Regions from separate parts of the Mus musculus genome. Here all the other regions are linked to region 1. A link is a contact called in public Hi-C, HiCAR-type, HiChIP or PLAC-seq and promoter capture Hi-C data. All regions are on one chromosome and are shown on one strand. The core of a region is the stretch at or near the end of the contact, and the rest is flanking DNA. Distances in the headings are between cores, read along the strand shown.

What was found. Promoter capture Hi-C pulls out the DNA fragments that hold promoters and counts their contacts. A called contact is a pair of places that touch in the nucleus more often than the background predicts. HiCAR-type assays count read pairs that join an accessible place to other places. HiChIP or PLAC-seq counts read pairs in DNA pulled down with a chosen protein or histone mark.
Region 2: a contact with region 1 is called in an H3K27ac HiChIP or PLAC-seq map of thymic regulatory T cells, with 5 times the contacts expected there. The contact joins the promoter of Capzb here to the promoter of Pink1 in region 1. A contact is called at or near these places in 1 of 39 promoter capture datasets (liver) and 2 of 115 datasets of contacts at active chromatin or transcription factors (pancreatic cancer cells and thymic regulatory T cells).
Region 3: a contact with region 1 is called in a Hi-C map of CD8 T cells, with 3 times the contacts expected there. The contact joins the promoter of Micos10 here to the promoter of Pink1 in region 1. A contact is called at or near these places in 1 of 39 promoter capture datasets (neural stem cells) and 1 of 484 Hi-C or Micro-C datasets (CD8 T cells).
Region 4: a HiCAR-type map of embryonic stem cells shows a contact between it and region 1, with 3 times the contacts expected there. The contact joins the enhancer-like site here to the promoter of Pink1 in region 1. A contact is called at or near these places in 1 of 39 promoter capture datasets (liver), 2 of 484 Hi-C or Micro-C datasets (CD4 T cells and CD8 T cells) and 5 of 115 datasets of contacts at active chromatin or transcription factors (the 230-238 cell line, bone marrow-derived dendritic cells, bone marrow-derived macrophages and 1 more).
Region 5: a promoter capture Hi-C map of pre-B cells shows a contact between it and region 1, with 2.4 times the contacts expected there. The contact joins the promoter of Alpl here to the promoter of Pink1 in region 1. A contact is called at or near these places in 2 of 39 promoter capture datasets (liver and pre-B cells) and 1 of 115 datasets of contacts at active chromatin or transcription factors (large pre-B cells).

The regions. Positions count from the first base shown.
Region 1 is chr4:138,324,829-138,327,735 of GRCm38.p6, forward strand. It overlaps Pink1 (PTEN induced putative kinase 1), which reads right to left and starts at 1,468. Exons shown (of 8, transcript NM_026880.2): 1 at 1,005-1,468. The coding sequence starts at 1,391.
Region 2 is chr4:139,191,523-139,194,429 of GRCm38.p6, forward strand. Capzb (capping protein (actin filament) muscle Z-line, beta) reads left to right here and starts at 1,377. Exons shown (of 9, transcript NM_009798.4): 1 at 1,377-1,506. The coding sequence starts at 1,504.
Region 3 is chr4:139,129,739-139,132,645 of GRCm38.p6, forward strand. It overlaps Micos10 (mitochondrial contact site and cristae organizing system subunit 10), which reads right to left and starts at 1,375. Exons shown (of 4, transcript NM_001163006.2): 1 at 1,184-1,375. The coding sequence starts at 1,247.
Region 4 is chr4:138,978,761-138,981,667 of GRCm38.p6, forward strand. The region is part of intron 2 of Tmco4 (transmembrane and coiled-coil domains 4); the gene reads left to right. Among named protein-coding and RNA genes, the nearest start is that of Tmco4, 7.3 kb to the left of the region's middle. Within about 2 kb of position 1,456, at least 34 of the 459 cell types and tissues checked have an H3K27ac peak or open chromatin away from gene starts, as enhancers often do. A contact at or near this core is called in embryonic stem cells and liver, where this site is marked.
Region 5 is chr4:137,795,004-137,797,910 of GRCm38.p6, forward strand. Alpl (alkaline phosphatase, liver/bone/kidney) reads right to left here and starts at 1,381. Exons shown (of 12, transcript NM_007431.3): 1 at 1,239-1,381.

The DNA.
Region 1 (2,907 bases), core at 218-2,717:
TTTTGATTTTTTTGGGGGGGGGGCAGGGGGTTTGAGACAGGGTTTCTCTGTATAGCCCTGGCTGTCCTGGAACTCACTTTGTAGACCAGGCTGGCCTCGAACTCAGAAATCCGCCTGCCTCTGCCTCCTGAGTGACTTTTTTTTTTCAATTGGATATTTTATTTATTTACATTCCAAATGTTATCATCCAGCCGGGCTGTGGTGGTGCACACCTTTAATCCCAGCACTTGGGAGGCAGAGGCAGGTGGATTTCTGAGTTCGAGGCCAGCCTGGTCTACAAAGTGAGTTCCAGGACAGCCAGGGCTACACAGAGAAACCCTGTCTTGAAAAACTAAAAAAAAAAAAAGTTCAAGACAAACCTGGGCTACATATACAAATCAAGGCTCTGTCCCCCTTTTATGCATCCCAAAAGAAAAGAAATTTACTCAAAGCCATTTGTTACAGTGCAACAGAGACCAATAATCAGCAGCTTTTAAACCATACTGTTTGCAAAGTGTCGGCATATCAGGCCATCAGTAATGGGAAATAGGTCAGCCTTAATTAACAGATCAATTCCAAGAAATGTATAGTCCAAGTCATAGATAGATTTTAATCTTTGCCTTATCCCCTGATCTACCTACCCCCCCCCCCAAGGTCTAGGCATGTCCTCATGCTCTTAGACACATAACTAAGATGCCACCAGCCACTCAGTCTGGTCCACGAGTACCCCACCCCCTTAAATTGCCCAATCACGGCTCAGAGACCTGCCCTTCCCAATGCCCAGGCTCCTACCACGCCCTGGTTCACGACCCGCCCCTACACCACTAGGATTCTGAGGCTGCCCCAACAACTATCCAACTAACTCCGCCCTTGCTGTCCAATTTGGCCCCGCCCCACCCAGATCACTCACTCTCCTAACCCCGCCTCCTCCTGGCCTAGGCCCCGCCCCGGCCCGGCTGGCCTCAGGGCTACACTCTGGCCCGGTTCGGCCCGCTCCCGGCGCTCCCGCCCACCGCCGCTCTCACCTGGATCTCCTGACAGGCCGAGGCGGCCCTCCGGCCTTCCGCCTGCTTCTCCTCGATCAGCCCCAGCCCCAGCCCGAAGGCCAGGAAGACCGCTCGGCCGCAAGGGCCTGCGCCGCCCCGGGCCCGCACCATGAACTGCCTCTGGATCCGCGCCGCCAGCCCAGCTACCGACTGGCGGAAGAAGCGGTAGCGGTCCGGGAGGGGGAGCCCGACCGGCCGAGGCTGTGCTCCGGGGCTTACGACCTGGCCTGGGCGCTCTCCGCGGCCCCAGGCCGCCGCGGGGCCGGGCTTCCCCCAGCCGAACAGCGGGCCGGGCTTGGGCGCGAAGCGCAGCAGCAGCGCCCGACCCAGCTGCAGGCCTCGGCCCAGTGCCTGTCGCACCGCCATGGTGGCGCGGTGACCGGAGCCAGCTGCCACCGCCACAAACGTCTGGGACAACAACAAACTTCGGGGGCGGCGCCTGTGCGCAAGCGCGGGGGGCGGTCCCCGGCAGTTCTCCTGCGCAGCACGCGGGGGCGCTACCCGCTCATCCCTGCATCCCTTGGTGCAGCTGGTTTGCACTTTGAACCCAGGTCGAGGGGTTGTGAACAACTTCACTGGTCCTGGTTAAGATGAGACGTTGAGCCAGGAAACTAATATTTGTTATCAGTCACCGATCCAGGCCCTTTACACCTGTTAGCTAGTTTGACTGTCCCCCCCATGATATGAGTGCCAATTTTGTAGATAAGCGACTGTGGTGTTTCCAGATTGCTTGCAGGTATTAGAGTTGAGGTTGAAGTTCACACTGCCCTGGCTATCGAGGGAAGACCTTGGCTCTTCTCCCCCACTCCCAAGTGCTCTCATGCTCCTGTACAGACAGGTTGGAGGTTCCGGGGCTTAGATCTTGGAGGGAAATCTTGACCAAAGGCCATAATTTATGCACCAGTGGGTGCAGGAGCTGAGGTCTGAGACTGACTGGGAGACTTAACCAGAAGCCACCCAGATGCTTAATAAATCCCTATGACTTAAACTGCTTGTTACGAATAGCTAGCTGATAATAAGGTTATTAACCCTGTTACTATTTTTACTCATTTTATTTTACTTTATTTGAGACAAGGCCTTGCATAGCCCTGGTTGGCTTGGAATTCTTCCTGTAGACTAGGATGGCCCTCTGGAGTGTGGGGATTACAGGTATATACCACCACATCAGGCTGAATAATCTTTTTGCTTGTCTCTGACTTAAGCATAATTTTGTGTGTGTGTGTGTGTGTGTGTGTGTGTAAAATCACATAATACCAAATACTGGTCATCCAGTGAAATTTTTAATTTTTTTCAAAGCCTATTTTTTTTGGGGGGGGGGGGTGTTGAGACAGGGTTTCTCTGTATAGCCCTGGCTCTCCTGGAGCTCACTCTGTAGACCAGGCTGGCCTCGAACTCAGAAATCCACCTGCCTCTGCCTCCCAAGTGCGGGATTAAAGGCGTGTGCCACCACTGCCCAGCCTTCAAAGCCTATTTTAAATGATGGTTCTTCAATGCTTTAACCTCTCTTTTAACCCACTACCCACCAGAGGTAGTGTTGGGAGCCGCCCCCACATTCGCCGTCACAAGATGGCGCTGACATCCTGTGTTCTAAGTGGTAAACAAATAATCTGCGCATGTGCCAAGGGTATTTTACGACTACTTGTACTCTGCCTTTCCCGTGAACGTCAGCTCGGCCATGGGCTGCAGCCAATCAGGGAGTGATGCGTCCTAGGCGAAATATAACTCTCCTAAAAAGGGGACGGGTTTTCCGCCATTCTCTCTCGCTGGCATCTCTCTGGCTCTGCGCGCCCTGCGCTCTCTCGCTGCCTAAAGATGTAAACAATAGAGCGCGCTCTGCGCTTTGGCGCGCCGGAGCTCTGGCTCCTAAAGATGTAAGAAGGGG
Region 2 (2,907 bases), core at 127-2,626, 870 kb after region 1:
TTTCCACATCTCACCCCCAATACTTTATTAGATAGGGTACCTGGTCTCTGACCAGGTTTCAAGCTTGAAGGGGCCTTAACTCAGGACAGGGGTACTTACCCAGGCTGTAAGAGGCTCTATTCCTGGAGGTGAAATCTTACCCACAAGCCATATGCCATCATGGGCTATTTTGCTCAAAGCTGTAATTTCTCCAGCCTGCTTCCTACACAGTGCTTGGCCAATAGCTACATGATAAATACTTCCGGTGTAATGACCTTCTAAGTGCCACTCCCTTCTCTGAACTCCTGTAATATTGGTCTATGTCATTCTTGAGAGACTTACCTGGACGCTTTCTTTGCTGGTGGCTGTCCCTGCAAGCTTTCACTTGACTATAAGCTCAGAGGCCTAGGGCACAGTTTCCCCTCAGATGTTTTCTGATCTCTTCTCAGGACCTGATATGACTCTAAACGGAGGGTGAGCAAGCCGTGTAGGGGGTTGTTATAAACAAAACGTGCAATTCTAGGGCTCCTGAGTTCTAGATAACAAAACAAAATTCACTCTTTTGAACAGCAAATTTCTGGTTGGGGCTGCAGTTAAGTGGAAGAGCTTAGCCTAGCCTGCCTGAGGCTCTACGTTCAATCTTCAGACCTGAAAACAAAGAGGGATTTCTGAGTCACTATATGATTCGAGAGAGATACTCATTTAGGGAAACGGGCTGATTCTCTGTACATAATGTAAAAAAGTATATGAAACAGCATTTATTGAACCCAAATGTTCTAGTCTTCTTACCCGGGTCTTTCCCACAACTACTCTGGTAGCTATGAAGTGCAGGCAGGGATCCTTATGGCTTATTCACTTGTCATCTTTTGGTACCTAAAAGCTGCCCGCCTGGTCCTGATAGCAGGTGTTCAGCAACAGGGGCGGCAGAGCCGGCTTCCCCATGCAGGTTCCGCTCGCTCTGTAGGGGCCGGGCCTCGTCCGGCGCACCAGTTCCGGGTCCGGGTGGGTTGCGGAGGGCCGGTCCCCTCCTAGTTTCGGCGCCTTCCGCATCCTCCGCCCAGGGGAACCAGTGAACCGCTCCACCCTCAGCTAGCCCGCGTCCTGCAGCTGCGAGAAGCGAGGCTGACAGTCAGAGGAGGGACGCAAGTAGACCCAGTCCCTCCGGAACGCCACAGCCCTGGCCGCGCAGGAGCGTTGCGCCTGGCCCGCCCCTCCTGAGACAGGACACGCCCACTCGACCACAGGGCCTGCCCCCGTCCCCGCCCCCCGCGCGGCGCTCCATACTTGGCGATCGCTGCGGCCCCGCGCTCTCATTGGTCGGGAGCTGGCGGCTGGGGGGCGGGTCGGGCTGGCCGGGGCGGGGAAGGAAGGTGGTGGCTGCCCGGCGCGGGGGGGTGGGGGGGGGAGGGGGGCGCTGACCCGGATGTTCACTCTTGGGCACCCGGGGAAGTGGAAGCGCAGGGCCCTGCTGCGGGGGGGAGAGCCACAGACGCCGGGACAGGGACCGTCGCCGCCGCCGCCACCATGGTAAAGGGACCCCTTCACGGCTCCATCCCGGGACCCCTCTCACCGCCGGAGCTCGCGTCCACTCCTTCGCCGACCCGCCCGGCCCGGGAAGGGTGGGGATCCGGGGTGGGGGAGGGGCGGGGTCCCGGACCCTAGGCAGACGCCACTCTTCGGGTCCGGAGTGGGCGGCGGGAGGCCCTGATAGCCTATGACCCCGCCCTGGGCTCCATGTGGAGCCCAGTTCTTCTCCCTGCAAGTCCAGGCTAGTCTCGCCTATCCCAGGCTAGACCTTCCTTCCTTCAGGGGCCAGGCCGGGCACCCCTCTCGCAGGCCTTCATCCCATGGGCTGTACTTGGGCTCCTGCCTCGGCCCCAGGGCCCAGGCTAGGACCGTGGTTCTCGCTCCAGTGGTCCAGTCTAGGTCCCCTTCCCCCAAACTCTTCTCCTCTCCATGGCCCCAGTCTGCACCCCGATAAGCCCTTTCCAGTGAACTCTGCCTAGGTTTGTTTCCTTCACCGTCATGGAATCTTCTCTCTGCGGTCGGTCCTCAAGTGTGGCCTCTCTACTCCAGCTGTGTTCCCCCCCTCCCTGCACCTCCCTGTCCCCGGCCCTAGCCGTCCCCTTCCCCCGACTTCTCACGACTTAGCCTAGCCTGCGTCAGCCCTTCGCTGCTCTCACCCTCCCATCTAGACCCTGCTTGTTCCGTGTCCTGCTCCTGACCCAGGTGTCCCCTCTCCTGTTCCTAGGAGGCTCTTTCTGGGCAGCCTCTGGCGAGCGGGGGAGAGCCCCAGCCAGGGTGGGGGTGGTCTGGGTACTGAGCCTTTCCTAGGTTTGCCCCTTTCTGGGGAGGCCGCTTCGGTGTGAGTGAGCAGGCGAGCGAGGGAGAGAAGGGCGGCATCTGTATGCCCGGAAGGCAGAACAGGGCATTTCCCTTGGGAGGGCCTAGTGGTAGTGCGGCTAATAGAGCGCGTCTTGAGGGGTGCCCTGCCTGAGTGGGGAGCAGAGTGCTGACGGGTTGGTAAGCCAACTGGACAGGGGTGAACTCACAATTGCTCTTGTGAGGCCGCAGCCCTGGGGCTAGGGGGACACGGAGCTCAGCAGCCCAACCTACGGCCTGGACACGATGCATCCTAGCAGGCGCAGCCTTCCTTTCCCCCTGAACTGTCAGCTTGTTAGAGTTGGGACTGCTGATTATGGAGGTGCCTCGGAGCAGGTGAGCAGAAACTCACAGGCCGGAGAGCTCCCGGACTCCACTCATGGTGTTTGTTTTGGTAATGAAGACAGGCACACTATGCTAGCAACTTATTTGAGGAGCCTTAGATGTGTCACTTCCCTCCTCCCCCATACCCCTGCACCCCCTAATCTACCTGGATACCTGCAGAGCAGGCCCACCATCTTTGGTGGTGGAAGGGCCAGAGAACTA
Region 3 (2,907 bases), core at 125-2,624, 800 kb after region 1:
CTTGAGCTCAAATCCTCAACACCCATGAAAAAATGCTGGGGAGGGGGAGAAGGCCGATCAAAACTCAATGGGCAGCCAGTTTAGGCAAACTGATGCGCTCCAGTTCCTGTGAGAGTCCTGTGTAGTGGTGCACACCTTTAAATCCAGCAGAGAGTGTCTGAGTTCAGGGCTAACTTGGCTGACATAGTTTTCCTGGCCAGCCAGGTCTCCATAGTGAGGCACTGTCTCAATAAATAGGGCAAAGAGCTACTGAGGGAGGGAAGCCACTCATCATCGATCTCTGGCCTACACACCAATAGCTGCAGACAATCAACAAGAGAAAGATGGAGTGGACGAGGATCAGCAGAGAGCCTGAGAACCCCAAGGAAGAAATCCTGGGGGGGGAGGGATTCTCAACTATGCCACATTATCAGCAACGCGATTTCAGGCAAGCTCCTTCACCGAGCTCCAACTCACGACGAGACAGGTCATTTCCGAGCTACCGTGGCGAGCAGCGCGCCTAACATCTGCATCACCATCACTATTATATGGGACACCCCCGCCCCCCGAGCCTCCTTCCCCGACCCCGTGACCTCACAAAGTGTGTCGTCACAGGACGCGTGTCCAAAGAGACAACCTGGACTACCGAGGGGGCCGGCGGTGGCCGCGATCTATCTGACTGCGGCCATTCTTCCGGAGAATAACCCCCGGCTCCAACTGCAGACCCGAGGCGGGTTCGGATCAATGAGGCCGGGCACGACCGCAATTGCCAGCGCGGCCCGACGGAGGCGGTTAAGCGCCTTCTTCTATGACCTTCTTCCGAAGGCCGCTTGCTCCCGGCTGGGGAGCCGTCTGCGCTCCGGCCGGCTGCTCGCCTAACCCGGGGGACATGGGGCATGGAGTGACAGAGTTTCCCGGCGCGTCCCGCACGCCTTCCCACTCCCGGAGCACCGCTGCTTCCCCGGGCCTGCACCTCCAGCCACCTCGGAAACTCCCGCGCCCTTCGGCCCGTTGTCCTCGCCGCCCTCGTCGCCCTCGTCGCCCTCGCCGCCCCGCTTGACAGTCGTCACCTGTCAGCGCCCCGCAGCTCAGCGCGCCCCGCCGTCCAGACAGCAGCAGGCCGCGGCTTGACCCCTGCGGCTTCCCGTCCGCGCGCGGGCCGCTCGGCTCCAGCCCAGGGCCTACCAGAGGCAGATGAGCTCACCTAGCTTCACGACCGTGTCGGCCATGCACCGGTCCCACTTTCTGCCCAGCTCGGACTCCGACATGTTCCTCACTGGCAACTCCAGCACTCTTCACGGCCGGCCCCCGCGCTCCTACTGATGGCAAGTCTCGCGAGAGCCGGCCGCCACCATAAGCTTCCGGCCGGAGCCGGCGCGCCAAATATCGCGGGATCACATACGTCGTCCCTGGCTTCCGGCTTTTCTTCGCTCGGTCGTCAAGGTGACAGGTTGCCTGGGAGCCGGAGGTGACCCTGACCTTGGAGATAGCGGAAGGGAAGCGAAGACTGACTACATCCAGAGTACAGAAGGCCTTGTCTTTCCTGGGTTTTTCATATTTGTACATAATTATTTTGGCCATTGCCCTCCTCCCGTTCTACTGTTGCCCTCTTTCATCCTCCATTTTATACCTACTGAACCCCATCTTCCTCATGTGTGTATGTGTATATATGTGTGTATGTATATGTATACATGTATATATATAAAATATACGTATATTATATATCTATATTATATATAATAAAACATATAACAAATAAAATAATGTGTGTGTGTGTGTGTGTGTATATATATATATATATATATGTTATATACTTTGTTTTTGTTTTTGTTTTTTTTTTTTTTTGAGGCAGGGTCTCTCTGTGTAGCCCTGGCTGTCCTGGAACTCACTCTGTAGACCAGACTGGCCTTGAACTCAGAAAACCCCTGCTTCTGCCTCCCAAGTGCTGGGATTAGAGGCATGTGCCACCACTGCCCGGCATGTTATATGAGGGTTTGGTTTTGTTTTCTGTTTCTCTGATTGTCTCTGTTTTGTTTTGTTTTGTTTTTCAGAGACAGGGATTCTCTGTGTAGCCCTGGCTGTCCTGGACCTGGCTCTGTAGAGCAGGCTGGCCTTGAATTAAGAGATCTACCTGTCTCTGCCTTGTAGGGCTGAGATCAAAGATGTGCACCACTCCATCCACAGTTTAATTAGGGTTGTCTGCATGGCCACAGTCGGGGAGTATTTATTTGAGCATGAACGACTTCCATTCAAATGGATTTAAAAACAACCCCCCACCCTGCTGCATTTTATACAGAGTGTGTGGGTGCCTGCGCATGCCCTATAATGGCACATGTGGGAGTCAGAGGACAGCTAGTGGGAGTGGGTGCCCCTCCACCCTGTGGGTGCCAGGGACTGAACGCAGATCACCAGACTTAGAGGCAGTGCTATTACTTGCCGAGTGACCTAAACAGCCCTAAAGCGCAACCAGTGTTACTTTATAGATACTTCTTTTCTTCCACCCACTCAACCCCCTAACACTAGATAGGCGATAAGAAAGGATAGGGCAACAGGTGACGTTATCATTAGACTGTTTCCTGCTGATGAGGGGCATTGAGTTCCTTGGAGCAAGCTTGATCTTCTCCAGCAGAATAGCTAGTTTCTTATTGTTTCTTCCCACTTTACTACTTAACCAGCAGCAACCCACCAACAACCTGCCCCTTGAGGCCCTAGCATTTATAGACCCTTTGGAAAGTCCCCAGGATCCAAACGTCACACAGTCGCAGAAACCATCTGCAGCTGGCAGAATCACACCCCTGGTAGAGCTCGAGGCCACGTCAGCGCTGTGGACAGTCTGAAGCAGCCCTACATCCCACACCTGGGATTAAGACAAAAGCCAAGTCTTATTTCTGTGTTTTTCAAAGAAACCAAACTTCTCACTACTCAAAT
Region 4 (2,907 bases), core at 206-2,705, 650 kb after region 1:
TCACAGACTGCTTCAGGGGATCGAGAGAGCTGAAGCTAGAAAAACAAAGTTCCTTCTTGTACGGGGCCTTATCCAGGTCTGGGCCGTGCAGAGTCTGATCCAGGCCTGGGCCATGCAGTGTTCTCATGACTTAAAACATGCTATTGATCATGCTTAATGTCCTTTTCCATGCTGGCTTTGGGATTTTTTTTTTCTTCTTAGGAGAAATCCCACTGCCTTGTGTTTGGTGCCAGTCAACAAACGCCCACTCGGAGCTCTCAAGGCCCAGGGCTGCTATTTGTAGAATGCCTGGCTCTCAGTCCCACGAGTGACAAAAAGCCACTTGAGCAGCATTCTCCTTAGTGATAGCTAATGTGCTTGGTTGGCTTCAAGTCACAATCACTGAGGATCAGAGTGAGGTCTTTCCAGAACCATCCCTGTCTGTCACGAGTTTGGACACACAGCCTCTCTGTGGGTGTGGTGGCTCTCAGGTTGTAAAAATTGTTACCCTGGCAGATGGCATTCGTCTAGATCAAACATGGACCTTGTTTGGAGTCCCTGGATGTCTTTGCAGTACCTAGAAAAGGACAGGATCACCAGGAGGCTCTAGGAAACAGTGGCTACTCCCTCCATCATGACCTCCTGCCCCTGGGGCTGCTGGGAAACGCAGAACACAGAGGTGCTGGCACCAACAGCAAGTTTTCCTTGCCACAGGAATCCAAGGCTTCCTGGCATCAATGTGTCCTCACACGCACTTTAGAACCTCAGTTTAACTTTGGGGTGGGGGTTGATTTTGATCCACAGCAAGGGGTGGAGAGACCTGGGGGACCAGAGTACACAGCTCCGGTGGTGCCACCTCCCCTACCCCACAGGTGCCACCGTCCTCCTTAGATGGAAGGGAGGGGGACAGCTTCATGATCACATAACCCCAAGCTGGATCCACAGGCTCCTTCACCCGTACACTGTGGATGGCTAAAGATCCCCTCTCTCTGTGTAACTGGCCTATCCACTTTATGACTGACAGGACCTGTTGGTCAAACAGTGGATCATTTCGGTGACCCGGGCTTTAGTTGGTTGGACCACATGGAGCCAGAGTTCTAAGCCCAAATACTCCCTTCCAAGGAGAAAGTAACAGGACTGTTATTTGAATTTGTCTTTTTCTGGCCCAGGGAGATGGATCAGCAGGTACAAGTGCCTACTGCTAAGCCTGAGGTCCTGAGTTTGATTCTGGGGATCTTCCATAGTAGGAGAGAAACATTACCCACCAGTTGTCCTCTGGCTTACACACACACACGCACGCGCACAAACACACACACACAGAGTGTGATTTTTAAATTGATTGGTCTCTTTCCATTATAATAATCAATGAGCTCATTACAATATGCTAGAAAATTAAAAGCCAGTAACCTCTAGTTCCTTAGCCAAGAGACAAGGCTCATCAACATTTCAGTGAAGTCCGTTCAGATCTTTTTACTCTGTAAACATTTTGTAATACATAACTAGAGGGCTGGAGAGACGCCTTGGCAGCTAAGAGCACTGGCCGCTCTTCCAGAGGACCCAAGCTTGGCTCCCGGCATCCACATCAGGTGGCTTACAGCTGTCTGTAAATCCAGCTCTCGGGGGTCTGGTGTCTCTGGATTTCTCAGGCACCTGCACCTCTGTCACATATGCAGACATGTCCCACACACATAAAAAATAAAAGTACTTTAAGAAGTAACTCAAATTATATATATATACATATACATATACATATACATATATATACATACATATATGTATATATATATACACACACATATATGTGTGTGCGTGTGTGTGTATGTATGTGTGTGTATACATGTACATATACATATATGGTAATATGCTGGTTAGCCACCTCTCTAGGGGGAAAATTGCAATATGCACATTTGCCATTTTCTGTGGTGTAAATATCCCCACCGCCAGTCCCAGGCTGACAGCAGCACTGAACACAGTAGCAATGAGAGCTGATGTTCACAGGCCAGCACATCTGGACCAGCACAAGCCAGCTCCATCCTCCCGTCTGCTAGTCACGATAATCTAATGAGGGAAAAGGGGTCATTTTGCTCAAAGATTCAAGTTCCAGTCAGGATCACTTGGCCCTGCTGCCTGGAACCTGTGGCCACAGTAGCCAAGAAGCAGAGAGATCAGAAGTGGCAGACCCAATAGACCCCAATGACATCATCACTTCCTCCCACTGGGCTCCACCTCTCAAAGGTGGAGCCATCACCCCACCCCCACACATTGTAACAGGCTGAACTCCAAGCCCTCTCTGCCGGGAACTTCGAGGGGTGTTTTATAAACTGCAGCAATATTGTAAACTTTAAATGTCTATTTTTCTGATCTTAAAATTGGTATTTACTCATACTGATAATTCACGAGACACAAACAGAAAAGGAAAATACTAAAATCACCCTGAGTCCAGCTTCTCTCCGCCCGGAGTGGGCCATGGTCACGTGCCACGTGGTCACGTGTCCCAGGAGTTCCCCGCCCAAGTGGAGACAGACACACGCAGCACCTTCTGGAGAGTTCAAAGGGATTTTATGACAGAAAACAGGTTAAGTTAACTCTCATCTCTGACAGTTCACCTTGCAGAGGTGATTTTGGAAAATGTCTTCCTTGTCAAGATTTTTCTCTCTGCATGGTTTCCCCACAGGTTTCATTTCAATTCAAATTCTCTCACTTTTAGGAACTCTTGCGCAGCAATGAAGTATTTAAAATTTCGGTTAGCTTTTAAAGAAGCAAAAGTAATCTTCCTGGTTGGGTGTGTGTGCTGGCTAGTTTTATGTCGGCTTGGCATAAGTTGAAGTCATCTGAGAGGAATTGAGAAAATGCCTCCGTAAGATCAGGCTGTAGGCAAGCCTGTAGGGCATTTTCTTAATTAGTGATGGATGTGGGAGGGCCCAGCCC
Region 5 (2,907 bases), core at 131-2,630, 530 kb before region 1:
ACCAGTAGGCTTCTGAGAAGCTGTGTTCTCCCCTAAGGGAACCAGAGACGGTTCAGGAATTGGAAAAGGAGGCAGAGACAGGAGACGGCCAGGGAGTGGGAGAGGAAAGAGCTGACTGGGGAGACCAGAGAGGCTTGGAGGGTGAAGGGCATACTGGGGGGGGGCTCTCCTTAATCTCCTGGGCTGTGGAGAATGGGCAACAGGGTTCAATGCCTAATGTCATTGCCTACATTGTCTAAAACTCTCTGTCCCTATTTGTAGTCTGTCAGGTGTCAGAGCAGTCCTTATCCAGCATTTAATAAACAGTTGCCCTAATTCTCAACCAGACTGAGAATCTGAGGCTGCCTGAGGGGGGGTCTTTGAATTCTTCTTGGAGCCAAACGTTCTTTCAGGCCTGAGAATAATCCCTCTGTTATATGTATGTGTGTGTGTGTGTGTGTGTGTGTGTGTGTGTGTGTGTGTGTGTGTGTGTGTGTGTATGATTTTGAGACCTAATCTTCCTAGAGTGTTAGAGTGGCCTCGAACTCACAGAGATCCTCAGCCTCCAGACTGCCAGCATCTCTCCAGAGTTGCCGCGCCAGCTTTCCTTTTTAATCAGGATTCACAGGCATACCCCAGAGTCCTTTGCAAGTCTTCCTTCCTCAGGCCCATTACGCGTTGAAAAGGATTACCATGGACAATGTGGGAGTAAGAATGAGGTTTTTTTCCTCCGTCTTGGGTCCTGCCGCTGTGACTGTGCCTTTAACCCTTTCTTACCCGCGCTGGGCAAGGCAGCAGCCCCACTCTCACCTGCACACAGCCTGGAACCGTTCACAGGCTCCTTCCGTTTCCTGGGCTCCCCCACTCTCAGACAGACACTAGCACGCGGTCTCCGATCTCTCCCGCCAAAGATCGCAGCACGTGCCTTCTTCCTGCTGCTCCCCAACTACTTTAGACACCAACGGGACAGAGTGCCAAGGGACCACGAAGGGCGCAGCTGTGGACTACGGAGGCGCGTGGGCACCGGGAGCAGGTGCTTAGCACGAGGGTGAGGTCCTGGGTAGCGGCTCAGCGGGCGCCACGTCCATCATCCTGCCAGGCCACAAGAGATGCGCGCGGAGTCCGGAGCGGGAGGTCGTGGGTCCCCAGGGAGCCTGACCTTCCACGTGTCCCCACCGTGGCTGGGACAGTCACTGCGGGACCGGCGGAGCGCGCGCGTGGGAGTCGCGCAAGCCACGGGCGCAGCATGCTTTCCTTACCTGCAGGCACTCGTGGGGAGGGTCTGTTCCGGCTCGCGAGCGGCAGCCCTAAGGAGCGCAGTGGCGGGAGCGTACTCTGGCGGCCACCTCCCCCGCCTGCTTATGAAGGCGGCCTGGCCGAGCACCCGCCGGCCTCCCCGCCCCCGGCCGCCCCGCCCCCGGCCCGCACCCCGAGCCCCAGGCGGGTGCCTCTGCGTTGCCAGGGCGCCCCCTGCCGGGAGCGCGGCGCTCGACCCGGCCCGTAGGGCTGCAACAGGCAGGGTAACCCGCCTTGCCTCTCTCTTTCCCTGCGGCTCATCCTGGCTTCAGGGTGCAGCTGGCTTGTCTTTAGGTTTGATTTCTCTGTAGGAGACTTTGTCCCTCGATGGTTGTCTTCCTGTGCCTGACCCTGCGCGTCTGTGAACCCACCTGGCTCCTTTTTTCTGTGCGTCTTTCTGCCTACACATCCTTGTCCGTCACCATGTGCACCTCTGAGCCTCACACCCTTACCCCTTTCCTATCCACTTTCTCTTTTGCCCTTAACTAAGTCAGTAGGAAGCAGAAGGAGACCCCTTGGACAGGGCCCTCCCTCCCTAATATCTGAAGAAACAGGGACTCAGGACATTCTGTCTGTCCCAGCCAGAAGCCCCAGGACCTGCCCGGGGCAGACCACTTCCCAGGCAGTGGAGCCAGACTGTCTAGGCCCACAGGCCTGCTCTGGTGACTTCGGGGGACTGGCCAAGGCTCTATAACCCGCAGACACTATCCCCTGGTTTTTCTTCCTTCACGTTATTGGGAGAGTTATAAGAGACCGAGTTTGGAACATGCACAGGAAACAAGGAAAGGCAACCGCTGGGTGCCAGTGGGCCTTATCCAGTTCCCCAAGGGCCACCACCTCCCTTCCCCTGAAAGCCAGTCTGGTTTTGAAGTCTCTGATTCGTTTCCTACTGTGAACTCCTGGAGGTAGGTTTGAATGCCACCACCATTTGAATACTTCCTCATTTCCTCCTAAGAGGAGGGTCTTATCATCGCTACTGAAGCTGACAAAACCCATCTGTACCTCTAATCCCCAACAGCCAGAGATTTGAAAGCAAAGATCAGGTTTCCCTGAACTCCATCTTCCTGGGCACCTAGGATTGATCACTTCTACCCTGAAGTTCCGTCTTAGGTCCAGGCATCTTCTATATGAGCTCTACTATTGAGCCCATTTTACAGGAGGAAAAGCAAGGCCCAGAGACAACATGTGACCTCATCGGTAAGTTCAGGGCCGGAACTGGAGCCTGATGCCAAAACCCAGGAATGCCTGGGTTTGTTTTCATTTGTTCTTGTATTTTAATAATTAATGCTGTTTATTTACAGCGGTGCTAGGAAATTTCCCTTGAGAAATAAGTTTATGTTTTTACAAAGTGAGACCAAGTATTGGGTAAATTACTCCTTATTTATGTATTTCATAGCAAGGTCATAATGGCAAAAGCCATTGGGGCGGTGAATAAATGAAACTTTGGTCATTTCCCGGCAGTCCTCGTCTGTAAGGAGCTGAGAGTTAAGACAGCAGTGAGCTCAGAACACAGCACTTGGCAATTACTTGCTAGCTAGCGCCAAAGGGCTCAAGATGACAAAAGGCTGGAGATTGTATCTGTGTGCCGAGGGACATCCGCATCATAAATGATCCCCCTTCCCAACATTGGCA